Linked DNA regions of Mus musculus: region 1 is linked to region 2. The links are chromatin contacts, called in public HiChIP or PLAC-seq maps. All regions are on one chromosome and are shown on one strand. The core of a region is the stretch at or near the end of the contact, and the rest is flanking DNA. Distances in the headings are between cores, read along the strand shown. Region 1 overlaps St3gal3 (ST3 beta-galactoside alpha-2,3-sialyltransferase 3). Region 2 holds the start of Atp6v0b (ATPase, H+ transporting, lysosomal V0 subunit B).

Evidence for each region. HiChIP or PLAC-seq counts read pairs in DNA pulled down with a chosen protein or histone mark.
Region 1: an H3K27ac HiChIP or PLAC-seq map of embryonic fibroblasts shows a contact between it and region 2, with 12 times the contacts expected there. The contact joins the enhancer-like site here to the promoter of Atp6v0b in region 2. A contact is called at or near these places in 23 of 39 promoter capture datasets (the 3T3-L1 cell line, 3T3-L1-derived adipocytes, the C10 cell line and 14 more), 2 of 15 datasets of contacts at CTCF or cohesin (both in the NIH/3T3 cell line), 9 of 484 Hi-C or Micro-C datasets (the 3T3-L1 cell line, bone marrow-derived macrophages, cerebellum and 6 more), 24 of 115 datasets of contacts at active chromatin or transcription factors (the 230-238 cell line, bone marrow-derived macrophages, cardiomyocytes and 14 more) and 5 of 9 other capture datasets (adipose tissue, embryonic stem cells, liver and 2 more).

What each region holds. Positions count from the first base shown.
Region 1 is chr4:118,060,321-118,063,539 of GRCm38.p6, reverse strand. All of the region lies in intron 2 of St3gal3 (ST3 beta-galactoside alpha-2,3-sialyltransferase 3), which reads left to right. Among named protein-coding and RNA genes, the nearest start is that of St3gal3, 73 kb to the left of the region's middle. Within about 2 kb of position 1,294, at least 107 of the 459 cell types and tissues checked have an H3K27ac peak or open chromatin away from gene starts, as enhancers often do. A contact at or near this core is called in the HPC-7 cell line, the NIH/3T3 cell line, bone marrow-derived macrophages and 8 more, where this site is marked.
Region 2 is chr4:117,885,737-117,889,407 of GRCm38.p6, reverse strand. It overlaps Atp6v0b (ATPase, H+ transporting, lysosomal V0 subunit B), which reads left to right and starts at 2,079. Exons shown (of 8, transcript NM_033617.3): 1 at 2,079-2,238; 2 at 2,770-2,818; 3 at 3,049-3,132; 4 at 3,263-3,340; 5 at 3,535-3,604. The coding sequence starts at 2,172. Gm12841 (predicted gene 12841) reads right to left here. Exons shown (of 4, transcript NR_168719.1): 2 at 3,520-3,655; 3 at 1,940-2,102; 4 at 1,117-1,321. It overlaps Dph2 (DPH2 homolog), which reads left to right. Exons shown (of 6, transcript NM_026344.3): 6 at 1-765.

The DNA of each region.
Region 1 (3,219 bases), core at 45-2,544, 170 kb before region 2:
GCTGTCTTACCCACCCTTAACAGGTTTTTTTTCCCATGAGATTAGTATAAAAACTCATTTGTCGGGCTGGTGAGATGGCTCAGTGGGTAAGAGCACCCGACTGCTCTTCCGGAGGTCCAGAGTTCAAATCCCAGCAACCACATGGTGGCTCACAACCATCCATAACAAGATCTGACTCCCTCTTCTGGAGTGTCTGAAGACAGCTACAGTGTACTTACATATAATAAATAAATAAATCTTTAAAAAAAAAAAAAAAAACTCATTTGTCTACAAAATCTAATCTAAAATGATGTGAATATATTTATAGTCCCTCTCATTTAGTATAAAAATCCACGGCAGAAGTATTTCGTTCCAGCGTGTAACTTCCATGTCTCACAGTGGTGGGGTGTTAAGTAATGTTTGATTTGTGCAGCATATAGATGTTCTAAAATCTGTAAAACTGTCGTGGGCAGGAGAGATGGCTCAGTCAGTAAAGGGTGTGGCTAACAAGCACAAGCCTTGCACGTGCTCCCAGGACCTGTATAAACAGAAGGGAAGGGAGGCAGAGACAGGCCCATCCCCGCAGCTTGCTGGCCAGGCACACTTGCCTTCTTGGCACGATCCAGGCCATGAGTGACCCCTGTCAAAAATAAAAAAAATAAATAAATAAAGATAAGGAACGGCATTGGAGGTTGTCTTCTGGCTTCCACACGCATGTACACACACACAGCAGAAGGAACCTATGAGTTCCCACATTAACTTCTACACAGGAGGAATCAGATCCAAAGACACTGTGTGTGTTGGGGATAAGGGGAGTCTAGGTAAACATGAAAGTCTGCCTCAAACCTGGAACCTTACAGGCCATGTCGTGCCCTCAGACAGCTTCAGGTCCCTGCCTCTGCCCTTTGTTCCTGCAATGGTTTCCTCCTATCCTTTGTGCCCAGGCTGGACCATCCAATAGAAGAAACAGTTTCTTCATCTCCTGTCCGTCCGAGTCTGCCTCTCTGCCCCTCGGTCATGCTACTGGCTGGCCTTCACTTGAGACTCCGTGTAAAGATGCTCACTCCCTCCAGCACGTACTGGGCAAACAACCTGGGGCGGTCCCGTGTCTCTCGAGAGCAACCACATCGACCTTTCCCATGCCCTGGAGCCTCTCAGCTCACTCCCAGGGTTTCACTCTCAGTTTCAGCACGTGCCCACGTCCATCGTCCTTCCCTCTGCTTCTTCACACGCACAGGTGTGTGAACAGTGCCACCCCACAGCCTAGCCTTCCAGGGCCAGCTCCTCCCAGACTTCCTGCTCTCCTCCAGTGTGGCAGTCCCAGTCCCCAGGGACTCTCCTGCCTCAATCTTAAGCCAAGTGCCTTTTGTCTCCTGGGATGACATAGCAGTTTTTTCCCTTAATTTCACGGTGACTCACTTTTTAAAAATAGTCTTTGATGTGTCAAGGCCTTTTTTTAAAACTGGATTCTTACCTCCTCAAAGAAACCCTAAGATATTAATTAGGGGTGACCTTCCCCCCTGAAGCCACACACCCCTCACTTCCCATACCTCAGTGCTTTTGCTTACTCATTCCCAGCCTGCCACTGTGACCTGCTAACCTCACACTGGCTGAGGCACCTTCCCTACACATCTTTCTAGCTATTCCTAGTAAAAGCCCTAGACCTGGCCTTCCACCCTAACTCTTAAGGCTTCTAACACTCTTAGTCTGTGATCCCAGGAGAGCTCAGACATTCTTGGACTTCAGGGACCATCTTTGCTCTTTCCCTAGCCCTTTATTTCCTGTGCATGCACTCGTGTATTCTCATTTGCAGGTGGGTAGGTACATGCATGTACACACGCGTGTGGAAGCCCTAAGTTGTGTCACGTGTCCTCACCAGGCGTGCCGATTCTTGGTAGTCTAGCCAGCCAGCTTGTCTCTGACTTCTGAGGTTTTACCTGGGTTCTGAGGATCCAAACTCCAGTTCTCGGCAAACATTTTATACACTAAGCCATTCCGCCCTCCTTCGAGCAGCTGAGCTTTGTAAAGGCTTTGGAGCCTTATATGCTTGGTAAGCTGGATTGATAAAATCTGAGGAGAGCCTTCTTGGAAGAAGTTTACTGCATCCACAGCTTCCACTCTCAGCTGAGTCCTCAAAGCTGGACCGCCGGACAGAACCGATCCGACTGAAGTCGGGAACGCCCTCCCTTCGAGTCCGGCCGCCATCTGCACACCATATTAGGACGCCCTTCTTGTCATCAGTTCTCATCGCTCTTGGCTCACTCTCCTAGGACATTTTTTTCCCTCTGTGTTTCTTCAGTAATCTGTTTATTCAAGTTTTGTTTGTTTGTGTGTCTGTGGGGGTGGAGTGGGGGGTGGGGTTGAGAGGGAAGAAGCTGAGGAACTAGGGCTAGGGGACTTGATCATTCCAGGATCTAAGCAGTGGAGAAATTGCAAAGGAAACAGATGGCTGTGTGGATGATAAGATATACCTTGGGGGGCTGGAGAGATGGCTCAGTGGTTAAGAGCTCTGACTGCGCTTCCAGAGGTCCTGAGTTCAATTCCCAGCGACCACATGGTGGCTCACAACCATCTGCAATGGAATCCAATGCTGTCTGAAAACATGGCAATGTACTCATATACACAAACTAAGTAAATACACCTTTTCTTCCTCTCTTTCTTTCTTCCTCTCTTTCTTTCTTTCTTTCTTTCTTTCTTTCTTTCTTTCTTTCTTTCTTTCTTTCTTTCTTTCTTTTAAAAAGATACTACCTCTGGTTGGGGGTGTAGCTCAGTCGGAAGAGTGCTTGCCTAACATGCATGTAGTCCTGGGTTCGACTCCTATCACTCTATAAAACCAGACACAATGAAGAACACCTGTGACCTCAGCCCTGGGAAACAGGAGGATCAGAAATTCAAGGTCATCCTCTAATACATACTTAATTCAAAGCCAGCCTGGGATACGTGAAACCCTGTCTCAAAAAATAAACAAGTAAATAACAGTAAGAAAAATAAATTATCATTTCTCTTAATAGATCACCAGCACCACCCCCACTCCCAGCCAAGTTGAAGGCTCTTTGTAAAGCCAGATTGGTGACTACAGCTTAGACCCATAATCTAACTTGTCCTCTGCTTTTGAGTCAGCCTGTGAATGTGTTGTCCCGGGTGACAAGCATGCTTTTATACCAGTCGTTAGGAGGGCGGGGAAGGGGGCAGGAAGCGAGCTGCCAGAGGGGACGAGCTCCCTGCAAATGCAGAATGCAT
Region 2 (3,671 bases), core at 830-3,329:
TGTGCAGGGAGGGGTCCCAGGGCTCATCCCAGTTCCTGGTGTGCAGGAGTTCTGCCCTTGGTCAGGGGCAGAAGTTGGATGATCCAGACCAGAGTTCTTCCACCTCCCTCAGCACTGTTGACAGTTTGGGCAGAGTAATTCTTTAATGCAGAGGCTACTCTATATAGAGAAGGATGTATAGGTTCAGCTGACAGAAACAGAAACACCTCCCTTCCTCCCCAACTGAGCTAGGATAACCCAGATTATCTCTACAGGTTGGCAGATGTCATGTAACTACTCCTCATTGAGAGCCTCTGGTCTAAACCTGCACTGTCCAAGACAATATTCACTGGACACATGACTTTTGCCATTTAAAGTGGATGAAAAAGTATTTGTCCATTACACTAATTACATTTCAAGCACTTATGTGGCTGCTTTCAGGACTTTGTTGGGCTACATTGACTTAGTTAGACTTGTTTCTTGGGGACAACAAAGACACTGAAATAAACGGAATACTTTTTCTCCTGTTTCTCTTTATTCACTAAAGCTCTGTTCTACACAGATCCTGTGGGTGGATATGTGAGTTATATTTAACCAGATTACTGTCCTCAAAATGTGCTTGGGAGGAAATAATAACCCCACGAAATATAATTGTGTGAAGGGAGCCCCAGGTGCAGCTGGCTCTCATAGCAGGCTCCTGAAGGGGACTCAAGAGGCAACCCAGACAGAGGAGTCTTAAGCTGGATCTTATAGAGAAAAAATATTCAGAATAAACAGAGTGAAACGAACATTTGGGCCTAAACAAAGACTCAGTCAACATGGTGGGTGCTTCAATCAAAGTAGAGTTGTTGGGGTATATCTTGATAGAGTGCTTGTCCTTGGTAGAGAGTTGGTTTTATGGGCCGGGCAGTGGTGGTGCACGCCTTTAATCTCAGCACTTGGGAGGCAGAGGCAGGCACATTTCTGAGTTCGAGGCCAACCTGGTCTACAAAGTGAGTTCCAGGACAGCTAGGGCTATACAGAGAAATCCTGTCTCAAAAAACAAAACAAAAACCAGAGAGTTGGTCCTAGGGTTTCCCAGTGTGTGTGTGTGTTTGTGTATTGGATCCCAGAAGAAAACAAAATTTACTTATTGTCCACATTAGCAAAAGAATCTTATATTGGCACCATCCAGATCATGTAGTACACAGGCTAATGGTAAAGGCAGAGCTGTAACTGACATGGGGACTGGGTTAAAATGAGCATCCATCATGTATTCTGTGTGCATGTTATGAGAACTCCCCTGTATGTCAGGCGCTAGAAACAGTAGTGAGTCCAACATGAACCATGGTGCTTCGGCCCCCTAGGGAGAGTGGTCAGAAACAAAATGTACTATATCAACCAGAGATAAGAACCAGAGGAAAATTATATCAAGGGATAACAATTATGGGAAAACACAAATCTGGAAAAGAAAGGGGACTGGTTAAAGGGAGATTGGGGTTGGAATATTAAACAGAATGGGTAAGGAAGGGCTTGAAGGAGAGCAAAGTCTGGAAGCAAGAGAGAGGGGCAGATGCAAGGGCGGGCTGCGTCTGATAGGGTGGGTAGTCTATTAGGGACCTGGAGCTTAGCTCTGTTACAGTGCCTGCTTTGCATACTTTAGGATCCTATGGATCATTCTGTCGCGAGTGAAATAGGATCCACAGGGAATTTGAACAGGAGAATGGCATGGCCTTATAAGATCACCTGGACATCGTGGGCGTTCGCGTCTGGCATTCCACCCTACCTCTGGGTTGGAAAAGACAACCTAGAATGACCTCCGATGAACAGCAGGCATTAGCTAGGCACCGCGAAATCCTGCTTCAAGCAGAAGGAACTAGGCAGGACTAGAACAGACCGGAAGGATCTGCAGTGATTGGTGAGTAAACTGGGAGTCCGGTGGGAAGTTAGGGAACCAGCAGCGCAGGTGGAGAGCCAGTACCTGTCACGGAGAACGTCCGACGAAACTACAACCACCACAGTGCTCCGCGGCATGACGTCTACCAGGGCCCGGCCTCAGGCAGCCAGCCACTGTGCGCGGGGGTCACGTGGGGTCGGCGCATCACGTGCGCCGGTCAGGTGGCGCTGCGGGGCGGGCCGACAGACTGCGGGGCGGACGGTGGACGCGGTTTAGCTCAGGTCCCACCGATCCGACCCCTGCCGTCGCCGCTGCCATGACGGGGCTGGAGTTGCTCTACCTCGGGATCTTTGTGGCCTTCTGGGCCTGCATGGTCGTTGTGGGTGAGCGGGGCCCAGGCGGCCCAAGGTGGCCTGCTGGTTGGGGCGGGGGGCAGGTGGCAGCCGGAGCCGGCCCCGCGCGGTGCCCTCCCGCGACGGAGGAGGCCGGCCCTGGGCTGCGAGAGTCACACCGGCTATTCCAGGGTCGCGACGCCAGGTTCCTGACCTCCTCTCCGCGAGCCGCATATTTGGGCGCCCCGCTTCCCCTTTTTCCTCCTTGCCCTCCCCCACCCATTCACAGCTTGTTGGGTAAACAGCGATTGGGCCGGCAGGATCTGGCGCGGCCTGGACGCAGCGCCCGTTCCCTCCGGCCCGTGAAGGGGCTTGGTGTCATTAAGACGGGTTACCTAGGGAGTGGCCGAAAAAAAAAAAAAAATGGAGGCCTGGGTGGAGGTGCTGTTTCGCTCCGGGACTCTTCGCTTGTCTAGATGTAGGTGGCTGACAGTTTGACAGTTGGGCAGTTTTTTTTTTTTCCTAGGTTGGGGACTGTGTCTCGAAAGAGCAACCCTTTAACTCCTTTCCTCATTGCTTCAGGAATCTGCTACACCATCTTTGACCTGGGCTTTCGCTTTGATGTGGCATGGTAAGGGAGGGCATGGAGAGGATTCTCCTAGGAGCCTCTTCTCCCTGCTTTGGTCTGAGCCCCAGCCCAGCTCTTCAGACACACGGACCTTTGGGAAATAGAAAATCTAGAGATGCAACGTCTGGGACTGGTGGGCTGGAGCTGGGTGGACACTGAGTTTTGTGTGGCCTCCCCACTCCTGCCCTTTCCTGTCCATAGCTCAATAGCTTTCTTCCCTGTTTCCACACCAGGTTCCTGACGGAAACTTCCCCCTTCATGTGGTCGAATCTGGGCATTGGCCTAGCAATTTCTCTGTCTGTGGTTGGAGCAGCCTGGTGAGTGTTGGAGTGGCGGGACGAGTGGGAGGTGCCAAGTCGTGGCAGGTGGAATCATCACTGGGTTCTTAATCATCCTGGGGACAGCAACTCCTTGGGCTCCTTTAATCAGTTTCTTACCCTTCACCAGGGGAATCTATATAACCGGCTCATCCATTATTGGGGGTGGGGTGAAAGCCCCCAGAATCAAAACCAAGAACTTGGTTAGGTAAGTGTAAAGGCTTCTGCATGTCAAAACTAGCTGCGATGGGGGTCGGGTGACATGCTGGCTTGTGACCCGTCTCATCGTAGCGTGTATGTGAGTCAGGGAAAGTTGGCTGGGGATTTTCTGCAGAAATGGCTGATTTCCTTCTTAAAGAGTTTCCCTCCCCCTCCCCCACCATTTACCATCACTGTTGCCAGTATTATCTTCTGTGAAGCGGTGGCCATCTATGGCATCATCATGGCAATTGTCATCAGCAACATGGCTGAGGTAAGGGAAAACCAGCGGGGACGGGTATCCATTGAAATGCCTATGCTTTCCCTAAAGATCGGAGGGA